Regions from separate parts of the Drosophila melanogaster genome. Here region 1 is linked to region 2. A link is a contact called in public Hi-C data. All regions are on one chromosome and are shown on one strand. The core of a region is the stretch at or near the end of the contact, and the rest is flanking DNA. Distances in the headings are between cores, read along the strand shown. Region 1 holds the start of CG5800. Region 2 holds the start of CG4768.

Evidence for each region. A called contact is a pair of places that touch in the nucleus more often than the background predicts.
Region 1: a contact with region 2 is called in a Hi-C map of the Kc167 cell line, with 3 times the contacts expected there. The contact joins the promoter of CG5800 here to the promoter of CG4768 in region 2. A contact is called at or near these places in 29 of 107 Hi-C or Micro-C datasets (the D17-c3 cell line, the Kc167 cell line, the ML-DmBG3-c2 cell line and 10 more) and 1 of 6 datasets of contacts at active chromatin or transcription factors (the Kc167 cell line).

Annotation. Positions count from the first base shown.
Region 1 is chrX:17,633,687-17,640,729 of dm6, forward strand. CG5800 reads left to right here and starts at 2,595. Exons shown (of 2, transcript NM_133002.2): 1 at 2,595-3,068; 2 at 3,145-5,317. The coding sequence starts at 2,682. The coding sequence ends at 5,238. It overlaps CG8289, which reads right to left and starts at 2,358. Exons shown (of 3, transcript NM_133001.3): 1 at 1,656-2,358; 2 at 888-1,291; 3 at 5-667. The coding sequence starts at 2,240. The coding sequence ends at 646. It overlaps RhoGAPp190 (Rho GTPase activating protein p190), which reads right to left. Exons shown (of 14, transcript NM_167573.2): 14 at 5,461-7,043.
Region 2 is chrX:16,790,312-16,797,485 of dm6, forward strand. It overlaps CG4768, which reads left to right and starts at 1,808. Exons shown (of 5, transcript NM_001316633.1): 1 at 1,808-2,423; 2 at 3,978-4,067; 3 at 4,139-4,325; 4 at 4,385-4,612; 5 at 4,884-7,174. The coding sequence starts at 2,243. The coding sequence ends at 5,007. It overlaps Rrp45 (Rrp45,), which reads right to left and starts at 955. Exons shown (of 3, transcript NM_001298424.1): 1 at 363-955; 2 at 1-202. The coding sequence starts at 819. It also overlaps a transcript of CG9132 not described here.

The DNA.
Region 1 (7,043 bases), core at 1,345-3,844, 840 kb after region 2:
ATATCTTGACCAATAAATGATTTTATTTTGTAGTGGAAACGGCAGGTTCCCATTGCTAATTATAATGGATGTTTACTATTGCATACGTACGCATGTTCCATTACTAATTATAATGTTCGCTCATTATAATTGTATGTACAATGGCGTACGTACGTAAGAACGAATATTATGAATTAAGATGATTGGAAGAGTAGTTGAGAGGCTATTTTCAGCTGTGGCAATTGACCAATACAAACATCAATTACTCAAAGGATAAAACTAAAGCTACAGAAATGATGCCTTACATTCTACGCTGGTTGAGTGCAATTAACCAGATATAATACTACATGTATGTACGCACTGTGATGCAGTCGATTGCCTGTCCTTTTTACTTATGTACTAAAATCCGAATTTAATATTTAGTTATTTGTGTTGCCCGTAAAGTTGTCCGCCAATAGTCAGGATTGTGGACATGATGTGGATTGGCTCCGCCCGCGAGCTTTTTTAAAACCAATAACGATAAGGGAAATTTTCCGTTAAAATCTAACTGGAGCCGCCATGGGTCACCTTTCCGCGTACTTCGGTCCGCATGTGTTGTAATATTATATGTAAAAAAAAAAAAGTGTACTAAATTCCTACATGGATTTCCTTCCTTGTTGCCCTTCCTCACTCCTCGCCGTAGAAAATGCTGAAAGTATAAAGGTTTATTGACATATGAGTAACATGGTTGAGTGTGGATATCAAAACTATAAACAAAATAATGAAGAAATCAGACACAATGCGTGAAATTAAGCAACGAAACGGGCAAATATAAACTGAAAGTATCAACTGAGGAATAACTGAATTTAATACTTCACAGCTGTGTCGTTATTCTAACCTTATTGTGTATATAGAGATATTAAACGCACCGGTTTTTGGCGGAAGAGCGCTTCGAGGAGCGTTCAATACGATTGTGCAGATTTGTCCTGGGATAGCATTCATCGACGAGGCGCTCGGTCTTCTTGGGCGATTCGCGCAGCTCCTTAACGTCCACGTTCTCCTGGGTTGCTTGTTTCCGCATAAACTTTTCGATAAGCGCATCGCACGCCAGATTCTTACTCGGCTCCCAGGAATCATCCTTCGGTCCATACTTCTTCCATCGGATCTTAAACATGTCGCCCTCCTTGGTGGCAACGTGATCAAGAATTTTTTCGACTTCCCATTGCTTTTCTGGGTCGATTGAATCGTCGGCTTTCTTGGTGCCGGCGTTCCGTCGACCACGTCCCTTAGCCTTCTTAGCGTTTGGCGAGGACTTCGATTTAGCTGCAACCTTCTGCAAAGCAGCAAAGATAAAAAAGTTGGACTTCATTGATCAAAATACTGTCCTATAAATAAAATGAATCTTAAAGTATGAGGCATTTTTGGCCAAGATAACCGCCATATAACGAAATTACTCTCAACTGACTACACTTTCTCATCAGCGTTTCAGTGTAATGTTTTAAAAGCATACATTTTTATATGTACGCCAGTTAGCGCTAATGATTTCGAATAATAGTACAGTCATCATAATCTAACCTTTTCGAAAGGTTTTGAGTCTCAATGTTTTGTAATTGCTGACTAGAATTTCGTAGAATTTACTGAGGGTTCAATATCTAATTGGGTCTAGTATTTTTTGATTTCTCGAATTGATGTCTCACCTGGGGTTGAGCTGATTTCTCATCCTCTGTTCCAGCATCGACATCGGATTCCGAATCCTTTTCAGCAACCTTCTTGCCATTTTTGACGGAAGAAGTCGAAGCCCTGCTCAGCTTGCGCTTCTTGATCGGACTTGATGCATGTGCAGAGGCTTTGGAGGTGGAGGGCAGTTCATTGCTATCTTCCGTTTCACCGCGCACGGATCGCCGTGTCTGGCGTTTGATATTTGGCTTCCTTGGCGAACTGTCGGCACTAGGGTCTACATCGGAATGATTAGCATCATCATCCGAATCCTCTATAACGATTTTTTTGCCATTTTTGCGGGGCGAAGTGGTGGCGTTCCTGGCCTTGCCCACCTTGCGCTTGTTCCTTGCAGCTGGTACATCCACGTTGGAGGTAGAGGTCTGGCAATCGCTGTCTTCGCTGTCAGAGGCCACAGTCAGTTTGGCCTTTCGTTTGTTCGGCGTCTTCCTGGACGATCGACCTGTCCCATTGGACTTTTGCTGGTCAATCTCCTCGTTTTCGCTCTCGTTGGCGACTCCGTTCCTGCGCTTACTTTCTGCCACCTTCTTACTCGCCTTGGCCATAATGCACTTGTTTATCCGGTTGTGTGACAACGTCCAATTTGCTCTACGGTGGCGATTTCAATTGCCGCGTACCAGCAAAACAAATTCTTTATAGAGTTTTTTGACGACTGTACACTTGGCAGTGTTACCAGACTGCAAGAAACAAAAAATCACGAAGTCGGGATATGCAGTTTTATAAATATATATATATTTATATTTCCTGGGAATATTTATTTAATGTTTATCAATCGAGATCCCGAGATCGAATCGAAGTAAGAAAGTAAGAAAATTAATTCTTTCCAAATTTCTAGAAACGGTAATACAAATTAGTGGTCGATACATTCGACTTGAAATGCGAATTAATCGATTGAATAATCGTTTCTTCTCTCATCCCTAATTCCAACCGCGTGCGAATTTCAATACGTTTCGAAACGACCGCATTTTGGTCAATAAACAGAGGGTATGCAGCGCCAGAAACCCAAGGGACCCGGCAAACCGGGTTCGCGTTTCAAGCCGGGATCCGGCACGTTCAAAGGAGCTGGTGGTGGCCGGAAAAGCGGCGACAACAGCCAGAAGCGTCCGCGCCAGGAGATCAACAAGTCGCGACTGGCCGCCACCGAAGCGGAGATCCAGGACCTCAAGACCAAATACGCAGAGATCGATGCTACTGCCATTAAGAAGTTCGCCCAGTTTCCGCTGTCCAAGAAGACCCAAAAGGCACTGGCGGAGTCCAAATTCGTGCATCCCACGCAGGTGCAGCGGGACAGCATTGGACCCGCACTGCAGGGCAAGGATGTGCTGGGCGCGGCCATCACAGGCAGTGGCAAGACACTGGCCTTTCTCATACCCGTAAGTTGGTCCTCGTCCCTTCTTCGAAAGAAATTGCCGGCTGTAAGTTATATATGCAATGGTCCATTTATTGCAGGTTCTGGAGCATCTGTTCATGAACAAATGGTCGCGCACCGATGGCGTTGGCGCTATCATCATCTCGCCCACCCGCGAGCTAGCCTACCAGATCTTCGAGACCCTAAAGAAGGTGGGAAAGCACCACGACTTCTCCGCCGGCCTCATCATCGGAGGCAAGAACCTGAAGTTCGAGCGCACTCGCATGGACCAGTGCAACATACTGATCTGCACACCCGGAAGGCTGCTGCAGCACATGGACGAGAATCCTCTCTTTAATACGAGCACCATGGAGATGTTGGTCCTGGATGAAGCCGATCGCTGTTTGGATATGGGTTTCCAGAAGACCCTGAATTCAATCATAGAAAATTTCCCACCAGTGCGTCAAACGCTGCTATTCTCGGCCACGCAAACGAATACGGTGCAGGATTTGGCGAGGCTTAATCTAAAGGATCCGGTCTACGTAGGCTACGGAGGAGCGACGCCAAGAGAAGAGCCCAGCGCCAGCACGAAGAAGACTCCGAACACAGCTGTCTTGGCAGTTCCTGAGCTTTTGCAGCAGAGTTATGTGGTGTTGAACCTGGAGGACAAGATCACCATGCTGTGGTCGTTCATCAAGAACCATTTGAAGCAGAAGATCATTGTGTTCGTGGCCAGTTGCAAGCAGGCCAAGTACCTGTACGAGATATTTTGTAAACTGCGGCCGGGTAGCCCGCTGCTGGCTCTCTATGGAACGCTCCATCAGGATCGTCGCATTGCCATCTACGAGGATTTCCTTCGCAAGAGCCACGTCGTTATGTTCTCCACTGATGTGGCATCGCGCGGTCTGGACTTTCCTGCCGTCAATTGGGTGGTGCAGTTGGACTGCCCGGAGGATGTTTCACAGTACATTCATCGAGCTGGACGATCTGCGCGGAACAAGACACGCGGCGAGTGTCTGTTGGTTTTGACACCCAGCGAGGAGGAGTACATGATTAGTGCGCTTAAGGAACAGTTGAATATCGACATTCGTTGTGTGCAAATCGATCCCAAGAAGCTCTTCTCTCCGCGCGTCAAGATCGAGGCCTTTCTGGCCCAATTTCCCGAACTGAGGGCAACCGCCCAGCGCGCCTTCCTCTCCTACATAAAATCCGTGTTCCTGATGCGCAACAAGCGCTTGTTTAATGTGTTCAGCCTGGATCTAGATGCATTTGCCCAATCGCTCGGCTTGGCGGTTACGCCGCGTGTTCCCTTCCTCGAAAAATTCCTGTGGCGCCAGAAGCAGCTACAGCAGCAGAAAGAACAGGGTGATAACGCAAAATCGATCAATCCATTGCTCAGCAAGCTGACCAAGCAGCAGAGCTTTGGCGGCGGTGACGAGGATGAAGAGAACAGTGATGACGAAGACTTTATCAAGGTGAAACGTAAGGATCACGATGTGGAAGGAGAGCCAGTGAAGCTGGACGAAGAGGATGACACTGAGAATGAGGCAGAGGCCCCACTTGTGGTACCCAAGCGCGAGAAGCTGGTAACCAAGGCCTCGCTGGCCAAGAAGGCGCTGAAGAAGAATCTGCAGGTCAACTCCAAGCTGAAGTTCGATGACGAGGGCGAAACTATGGCAGATGATCGCAGCCAAATGAAGGCCTTGAGTGCCAGGCAAAGAACAGTGAACCAAGACGACGACGATGGAGGCATTAATCTAGTGCTGTCCAAGGCGCTACTCACCGAGGAGGATCAATATGACAAGCAGCGATTCCGGGAGCTGGTCAAGAAGCGCCACAAACTGCAGCGCGAGAAGCTGCGGAAAAAGGCGGAGGAGGCCAAGGGCAGCGACGACGAAGAGGAGCAACAGGACGATGACAATGCGGACGATGCTGGCAGTGAGAGTGACCATTCAGTGGACCTCTCCTGGCTGCCGGATCCCGATAAGGTTTACAAAAATAAGCCTAACGCTTCGGATCGAAATGAATCCAAATCAGAGTCCAGCGATGCATCCGATGACGAGAAAGCTGACGACAGCGACGGCGACGACGACGACGTCTCCGACGATGAACCCGCCTACAAAAAGTCCAAGCTGACGAACAAGATGACTCTAATGGACACGGAGGCCATAGCGGCCAGTCTTTTGGGTAGCTAAGTGGGGGAATAAATTAATGCCAACTACTTTGTAAAAATAACCGTGTAGCTTAATAGAAGTTTGTTTTTATGGATACTTCAATTACCGATGTTATTTTCATGGGGCTCAATTAAAGGAAACTTCACTTTAATTATATAAAGAAGTTTGGAGCTAAAAAGATATATTTGCATCTGAGGATGTTCTGAAATGCTTTTTTGTTATCCCCAGTAAAAAGTCGCTTTTCAAATGCTTCACAAATATTTGGAAAATGCCCACAAATTTATTACTTTTGTTTCGTTTGATTTGATTTCATTATGTTTTTCCTCGTCTTTCGGTTGTGGCGGCTCCACACCGCTACCAGCCCATCGGATGGAGCCCAGGAGCGGTGGTCACCCATCTGACTTGGCGTATCCGGCATCCAGAATCCGCAACGTGGATGTGAGTGGTGGAGTTCGGACGGGGGTGGCGGTACGGGGATTCGCTGGATTCTGCGCGGGAAGGGTTTGGTTTTTGATGGGGAGAGGGAGGAGACTTCTTTTCGGTTTGAAAAGGGGGCGTGGCTGCGTGGCATGGGCGTGGCATAAAATTTGCTTTTAAAAATATCATTACACATCACGTCAATTACAATTTTTTTTGTTCGATTTGTTTTGCTTTTTTTTTTGCTTTGTTTCGTTTCGTTTAGACATATTTGCTTGTTTTTTTTTTCAATGTTTTATGTTTTTGTTTCAGTTTAGCGTATATATGTACGTGTACAAATAATGCAATAGACACACATCTATACAAATTATACTATATAATGGTTAAGTTTTTCTGTTCTTTTCTTTTTCTCTCGTTATTTGTTGTAAATTTCATTTGGAGTGCTTATTTCTTCTGTTTTTATTTTGTTTTGTTTTCTTTTGTTTGGCAACAGATCTCGCGTTATTTTCTTGCTTTGAGTTTGAGGTCCGTTTCAGACACAAGATACACAATTATATATGTATGTAATTAGGTTTCGGTTTGTATATAAAAAATTAATACTCAATTACAAGGAATAACACTTAGGCGTATGTTGTCTACAATTGTTTACGATTTGCATTTTGCATTTTTTAGTCGTTCCTTCTGCCTGTGGAAATTGCGTTTGTGGAAAATCTGCTGCTCGCTGGTTTTAGTTAAAATATATGCGTACATGGTTAGAAATTGTATAATTTGTTGTTGTTTTTCACTAATTCGATACGGTACACACACACACACACACATACACACACACACACAGAATTTGGTTTTGGTTTTTTGAGAGACAGATAGAGAGTATTACATTAAGGATTATATGCCTGGCTAATGCAAATATCAATTAGACAATCATCGGAGTTTCGAGTGTGGGGGAAAGTTGAGTTTTATTTCACTTCGCTCGCTTTGTATATTTGTTTTTTGTTTTTAGTTTTTATTATTAACTTTATTTGTAGTTTTTGTGGGAGATTTCCTTTGCCGCAGTAATTATCATTTTTTGCTTATATGGTAGCTATATAATTATATAGTGTATATCTAGTTGGATGACAAACATACATATACAGACAGACACACACACTGAGATGCACATTTAGTTTAGCTCGAAAATTAGATTTTGCTCTGTTGTTCTTATTGGTTGCTTTTTTTTTGCATTTTGTTTATAGTGTATTCCTTACTTCGCTTCGCTCATCCTTTCTCTCCCCCTCCCCCTGCTCCTACGGCTCCACCTCTCCTACTTTCTCCTATACTAGACACACAGACATTTAGTGGTATTTAAATATATATATATATATCATATATCTAGCATTATCGCTATTGTGTTTACATATGTGAAAATTTGT
Region 2 (7,174 bases), core at 558-3,057:
TCCTCCAGCAGCGTAGGATCCAGTATTGGTTGCACACTGCTCTTGTAAACACAGTAGGTTACACTGACGGGATAGTGGTGGAAAAGCAGTGGAATGAATTCGCGCTCCTTTTTCTTAAAGATGCGCAGTTCGCCGTCCTTATACCAGACATCCGGTCGACGGAAGTGCATCAATGCAGCCAAAGTGGCTATGGTGCTGGCGTCTATAAGAAAGAATTGAGATATATAGATATATAAAAATATAAAACTAATATGAAGATTATTCTTTAAAAATGAAAGTATGGCCAAAGTATGGCTCCAACTGATAGCTTTTGATCATTTGTGAGGTAATCACGCTTTTCATCTTGAGATTGGTGCTTTTACCATACAGATTCCCGTCGTGATTGAGCACATTGACGTTGACACGGATGCACCACACATGCTTCTCGACGGCCACGCACAGAGATTCCAGATCGATGCTTCTAGAGCTGCGGAAGGTCCTCTCGAGCAGGGAGTTCAGTTTTAGCGATCGCTGGTCATGTGTGGTATGCGCCTCGTCCAGAAAAGCAACACCGCCAAGATATACGTTCAGGTGGATTTTGCCTTCGTTGGGCCGCGACAAGGCCGGCGGTCCCATTTCGCAGGTCACTTGGGCCAGTACCTTCGTATCGCCCATGGACACCGCCACGGAGCCCCAATCCTTGCCGAAGGTCAGCTCCACATCGCGGGACTCGTTGGAGCGCCGCCCATCGAGGCGTTGGTTTTGCTTCACCGCCAATTGGACGAAGCTTCGCTCTGGCTTCGATTTGCCCGGCTCGAAAAAATTTGAGTTATGGAACATCCTGGGTATTCGCTGGGAAGGATCCTTTCGATTTGTTTTGAATTCGTTTGGGACTGAATTTGGCCGGCTTTTAAAAACGTGCAGAGCGCGGCGTTGCCACTGCGATCCACATACATGCTGATCCGGAACTGGTTCCACGGAACTGGAACCATTAAAACGCATAATAAATATTTAGACATTTTTTTAGTTATGTGTAATAAGAAGACGATTTTATGGTGCACTACAAGGTGGCTTTTAGCGCCATAAACATTTAGGTATATTTAAACTAGAGTTTAAATTTTGCACAAATAAATATTTTTTTTTAGGTCGTTGGCTATCTAAAAAATAATTATTCAAATGCCTATACAGCTTATTTGGCATACAACTTAGGCAATAACTATGAAAGTAATGCACTAATTCAAGTTCTTCAATAGTATTGGCGATATATATACATATGTGTGCAAATTGTTTAACGTTTAACAGATGGCAACATTATTTTTATGAATTTTTTACTGGTTCACAAATTATATATATATATATATATATATATATATGTACGCCAGCCAGATTGGATTATCAATATTAAGTATACAAAGACTACAACATAAAAAACATAAACGTTATATAGTTTTTATGTTCCAAAACGCAACATATAAAGAAGAGTATTTTAGTATCATAAAATTACAGTTTCAAGCACAAAATATAGTTTGTAATAATGATTTCTATTATTTTTAAATAACAATCTAAAATATTTTAGGAACATAGTGATTCGTGACTGGTTCGCCACATCAAAACAATTTTGTAAGCCTAGGAGCCTATAGATAAATTAGTTCCAAAATAAAATGCAACACTTCATATTTAATTCAATAATTTTACACCAGGCATTAGTTGGAATTTTTATTTGTATTATCTTTAATTTTAAAAAGTAAAAAATAAGTGACTGGTTCACCAGGATCAGAACCTGCTACCGGATTGAAAATCGAACTAGAATGCCAGCAGCGGTGGCTCGACAGTTTTTCCAGATCTAGCAACGCCGTCGCTGAGTGTCGTTCTTTTTTGTGCTGGTTTACTACGTAAAAGTGTTGCTCGCTTTACGTTCGTGCGATAAATAAATTAGTATCATTCCCAACCGGTCGTCCAGAGTAGCTCCTTCTTGGGCAGACGGTCGAAACGAAGGATTGCCATCCGATTTCCTGGCTAAATCCGATATCGAAACCAAGAGTTTGGTCCAAAGTGCGTGCGAGTGTGTTGGTGCGTTTCATTTCGCGTGCGAGTGTGTGTGTGCGTGTGTCGTCGTAGCAGCAGCGCCAGTGGAGGAAGAAGAAGCAGCAGCAGAAAAGGAGCAGCGCAAGAAGAAGATTGTCCAGGCACATTTGCCGGAACGGGAAGGAACCCGTAACTTGGAAGGGACACAAGGCGAGAGAGCGAGTTAGAGGAGAGAGAAATGCAACAACAACCGGAGTCCGGAGGCGAGGAGAGCTGGCTGGAGGAGCAGTGTCACCGAGAAATCCACGGTCAGCACGATGAATACGAACGGGAGTTTGTGCGTCAGCGGGATAACAATCTGGGCACTGTTTGGGGAGCATTCCAAGATTCGGCCACCGCCGTTGCACAGCTGTACAGAGGTGAGTTGATTGCTATTGAGAGGATTTGATGGTTGGGGGGGATATAGATCCCGTTATTCCTTCCAAGGGCGTAGGCTTCCATGCTTATTTTTTGTTGCTATTCTTTGTGTTTCCATTCCGTCTGACTATCTGCGTCCATGTGTGTGTTCGTGTGTGTGTTGTGTGGTCTCTCTTCAAAAATAGTTTTGGGCGAGGTATTAATAGAACAGCCAGGAGAAGAAGAAGAAGAAAAGTAGGGGGTAGCAGCAGCCCGGCTTTCATGATGAAAATGCAACTTCCCTTTTCGGTCGCTCCTCAATACTACGCATTATCAAAATGCAGAAAGGGCTCATGTTGCTTTTGTTGTTTTTGTTATGGTTTATGGGCAATATTGTTGATAATGGGGGGGGGGGGGGGTAAGAGGGATGCAATAGAACAGGGAGCAAAAGAATGAGAGAACGAGACGGTGCGAAAAGAGAGATGGCAAGTGCAATAGCAATCAAAAATAGGGAGAGCACGAGGAAGAAAAGGGCAGAGGCGTCACCGTTTAGAATTTTTTTGCCCCCCATTTGTTGTTGCTGCCGACTGTGGTGTTGTTGCTGTTATTGTTGATATCATTAATCAACATGTGCGTACAGGCTCATCTGTTTGCTTGCATGCGTGTGTGTGTGAGAGAGTCGAACAGCTGTTTTGCTTTCGTCATTGTTTTCGGCTAGCGAAATACAAAACAAAATGAAGTTGGGAAAATCGCTGGAAGATTAATTTCCCATGCTCTTTGCTTTCAAATTCTTGTTTTTTTTTTTATTTTGCTTGCAAATAACTTCGAGTGCCTATTGCCATCCCTCTTGCACCGCATTCTTCCTCTTACTCCGGGTCGATAACGGCTCTTCTCTTGCCTTCTGTCTCCCTCTCGTCCTTTTTCGTCCTTTCGTGCAGCAGGTGTGCAAGGAGCAGGGGTCAACCGTGAAATGAGAGAATGAGAGAGGGAAGAAGACGATCGACAGGTCGTAGGTGTTTGTTGCTATTGTTCACTTTCCACAAGGAAAAACGGTTTGCAGGGATTTCGTGTTCGCCATTTCATTCCACTATGTCCGTACATCCTGTATATATAATTTAATATTTCAGAAACATAAAGATAACAAAATCATTTTTTATTTGTTTCCTAGAATTATCAAGCAATGACTCAAGTTAAATTTTGTTTACGTATCAATTTTCTTTCCATGAGGGAAATAACTAATAAATACCAGTAGTTCGCATAAAGCATCTGATATAAACATAATAACCACATTATATTTTGTCGACTATTGCTCTTTTATATTCCATAGTAGGGATTAGGTAGTTGAAACTGGATTCTTAAATCGATCACATACTTTAGGATCAGCAGTTCTACACCAACCTATGAAATTTATGATTAAAACGCAAAAAAAAGGGGGGAAATAATGACTTATTCATATTAAAGGGATAAATCCATACACTAAAAAGAAGAGATCCACAAGCAACGAATAGATTTCAAATTTATAACCCTCAGAAGTACGATAGTATATGATAAATAACATATTTCTCCATATTCCACAGAACGCTCATCGAACACATTTTCCTCAGACACAGGCGCCCTTTGGCTGCCCTTCCAGACCGCAGCTGGCACTGTGACAACACTCTACAAAGGTGAGTCCATGTCGCTTCTCCAAATAGTTCCGGCTTGACTAATCCGATCCGTGTCTCCCGATCTCCTCCAGAATCATGTGATGGTCTCAAACGCACCAGCGACGCTGCCATTCAATGCGGCTACCAAAGACGCACTCGCGAATTGGCCGATTGGGCGCGAAGCAAAAAACGCCGCATGATTCGCCGCGAGGATCTGTTGGCCTATTTGGCCGGAAAGCCACTACCGCCATGCAACTCAAATCCACATGCCAATCGTCGGTGAGTCGCCGTTGCCATTTGCACAATTAAAACTGCTCACTTTTTTCGGTTTCTTGCAGTTCGCCGAAGCCGGAGCATCACCACCAGAGTGGCAGTGGTGGCTCTGGCCTGGGATTCCACGGCTCCGGATTGGGCCTGACCGGTGGTCCGCTCACGGCTGCCGGGGGTGGGCACTTGCTGTCCGCCGGAGCAGCCGGTGGCCGTCAGGAGGGAACGGGCGGTGCCCCCGGCGGCGGAATCGGCGATGACTTGCACACGTTCAAGGAGGCCTTGGTTTTGCGGCCACGGTTAGTATTAATCAGACATTTGAGATTATCAAGTTCTCAGCTACTGCAAGTTTAGCTAATAACAAAAGAAATTTCTGAACAAGAAGCGCAAAAGGAATACATCCTGAATTGCACACACAGTTTTTGTGATCTTTTTAAAAAATTTAAAGACTGTCGAAAACATTCAGAAAGTTATGTTATTAGCGGAAGCTTTATGAACTTGTTTTTATAAGCAAACGATCCCAAATCAAATCAAATCAAAGATAACTCATCAATAACCTATATATTTTAGTGGCCCGGAACTATTGGCATTTGTCGCCAACGAAATCGCGCGACATTGCAAGCGTCCCGGGAGTCCCATTGACGACAAAATGGACATTTGCCACTACAGTAGTAAACGCCAGCGCTTCATGTAATCCACAAGCAATTGCAATTGCGATCCCAGCCCAAAGCCAAGCTCCCGGTCACTAGGACACCATCTAGCTACTCCACCTCGTCTGATTAAAAATGAAAATGGAAATGAAAAGGAAAAATATAAAGGCCACTGCGAGCGAATTGTGTCGAAGGCTTGCGAGAACGAGAACATAAGTAGTAACTTTATGTTAAGATTTTCAGTTTAAGAATTGCCTACCGTATTTTTTTTTTTATAAAATCAACCCACTTTTAGCCACCCACTTTGTGCACATACATGCAGCAAATGTACGTAAAACACACAAAAATCACACGCATGAATAGGGTTAAGTTATGTTTTAGTTGATAGCACTTAAGAAAAAAGTCATGTCGATTGTAATGACACCAGAAGATGTTTATGTTATAAGGATAATGCCGATGGTGGGCACAAACTGTTAATCATTGTCATCATGCATTAATGCGAACGGAGTGAAAAGCTTAGGAGTACGATATCTGTTATATGCCAGCTGTGCGTCTGATTTACGATTACGATTAAGCGAAGCAGTAATAGTGAATGGTATTGTAAAATGCATAACCCCAATATAGTATACATATATATATATATTTTTTTTTTGCATTATGCAAACGACAAATGAAGCTGTGTAAATAACAACAAAATAAGAGACACCCCCAGAAATCCGAAGCAGAAATATAATGTTACATATTTATATATATACACTCCTTGTATATGCTACTTAAAGCCGCCTCTACCGCCTCATTTCATCCGATTTCCGGAACTTGCAGCTCAAAATGTCACATATGCGGTGTCCGACGAAATCGAAATTGTGCCCATAACTCATGGCGGTTGAAGGAGCTGAAAAGGAACTCCGACTGAACTATGGCTAATGATCGGTTCGAGATGTAACTCAAATATCTCTTTTTAGGCAATCCGAGTTGTGGATGCTTGACTGTATTCCCAAATATGCCGAGTCTGTCCTGACATTAGCTATAGTTCTATCGGGGCGTATCCAAACTAAAACTATGATGTGCAATCCGTGGTGATTGTGACTCCAAGCTTGCCGAGTTATACCAGATACCCCCCCACAACTATTTATACATATATAGATAGCTATGTATATGAGTAGCATACGATGATGTAACATTGATCCACGTAGAGTTCGGTGAGAGAAATCCGGAGGCAGAGAATTACTAAAGTAAAATATTGAAGAGGCAGCAAGCCGTATAAATTAATTGTGTATCGGCGTGAAGTCAAGAGTCGGGAATCGAAGTCCTATGAAAATATTGCGTTGTAATTGTATGTACTAAAATCTAAACGATTATTAAAAAAAATAATAATAAAAGAAATCCATAAGAAAGTCGAAAAACAATACCTTAATGCAAAGAACAACCGGCGAGAGATCCGAAAACAAAATTGTAAGTTAAATAAAAACGTATGAAAAAAAGAACAGAAAAATGCAAAGCAAATGTGGTTTATATTTAACGAGGGGTTAATTTAAACATATAGCATCTTTATCAGCGAGTTTGAGAATATCCATAAAAATCGTTCAAGTCCCAAAAATTTGACACACAAAAATATCTGTTTCATTTTACATTGAAATTCATTGCTATTTTTATTTCGTATTTCATTAATATTAATTACATTTCTTGTATATATCTTGTGTGTATATATATATGTATAATTTTATTTCCATGTAATTTATGTTTCGTTTGTTGATTTTGTTGACTGCTCAAAGCTGGCGAATATGTTCGTTTCGAAGGTTATCTAAAATTAGTTACGAAAACTCAGCGAAAATATATATATATCCTGTTTGCAATTCTGGCCGGTTACACTGACAAATAAATGTGGAAAATATCGTGTAAATTTCAAAAATAGAAACTGTCAGCCAACAAACACAACGCTTTTTACTCAAAAAATAATTGGCTGTCGGTGATTAAATTCGCAAGTAAAATAGAGTCAACTCTTGTTTGCTTTCTCGTTGAAAGTAAGCAATAAGTTAGCAAAAAATAACAATTAAAAAATAGCAGTTAACTATTTCGAATACGAATCCCCAGAAGACGCGAGCCGATCTTTTCACATTGTATATATATATATTTCTAAAAGGTAAAGCGATGAAAATGTGTGCCAAAAGCAGCTCTTCTAATCATGGAACACTTATGGAACGAATAGAACGC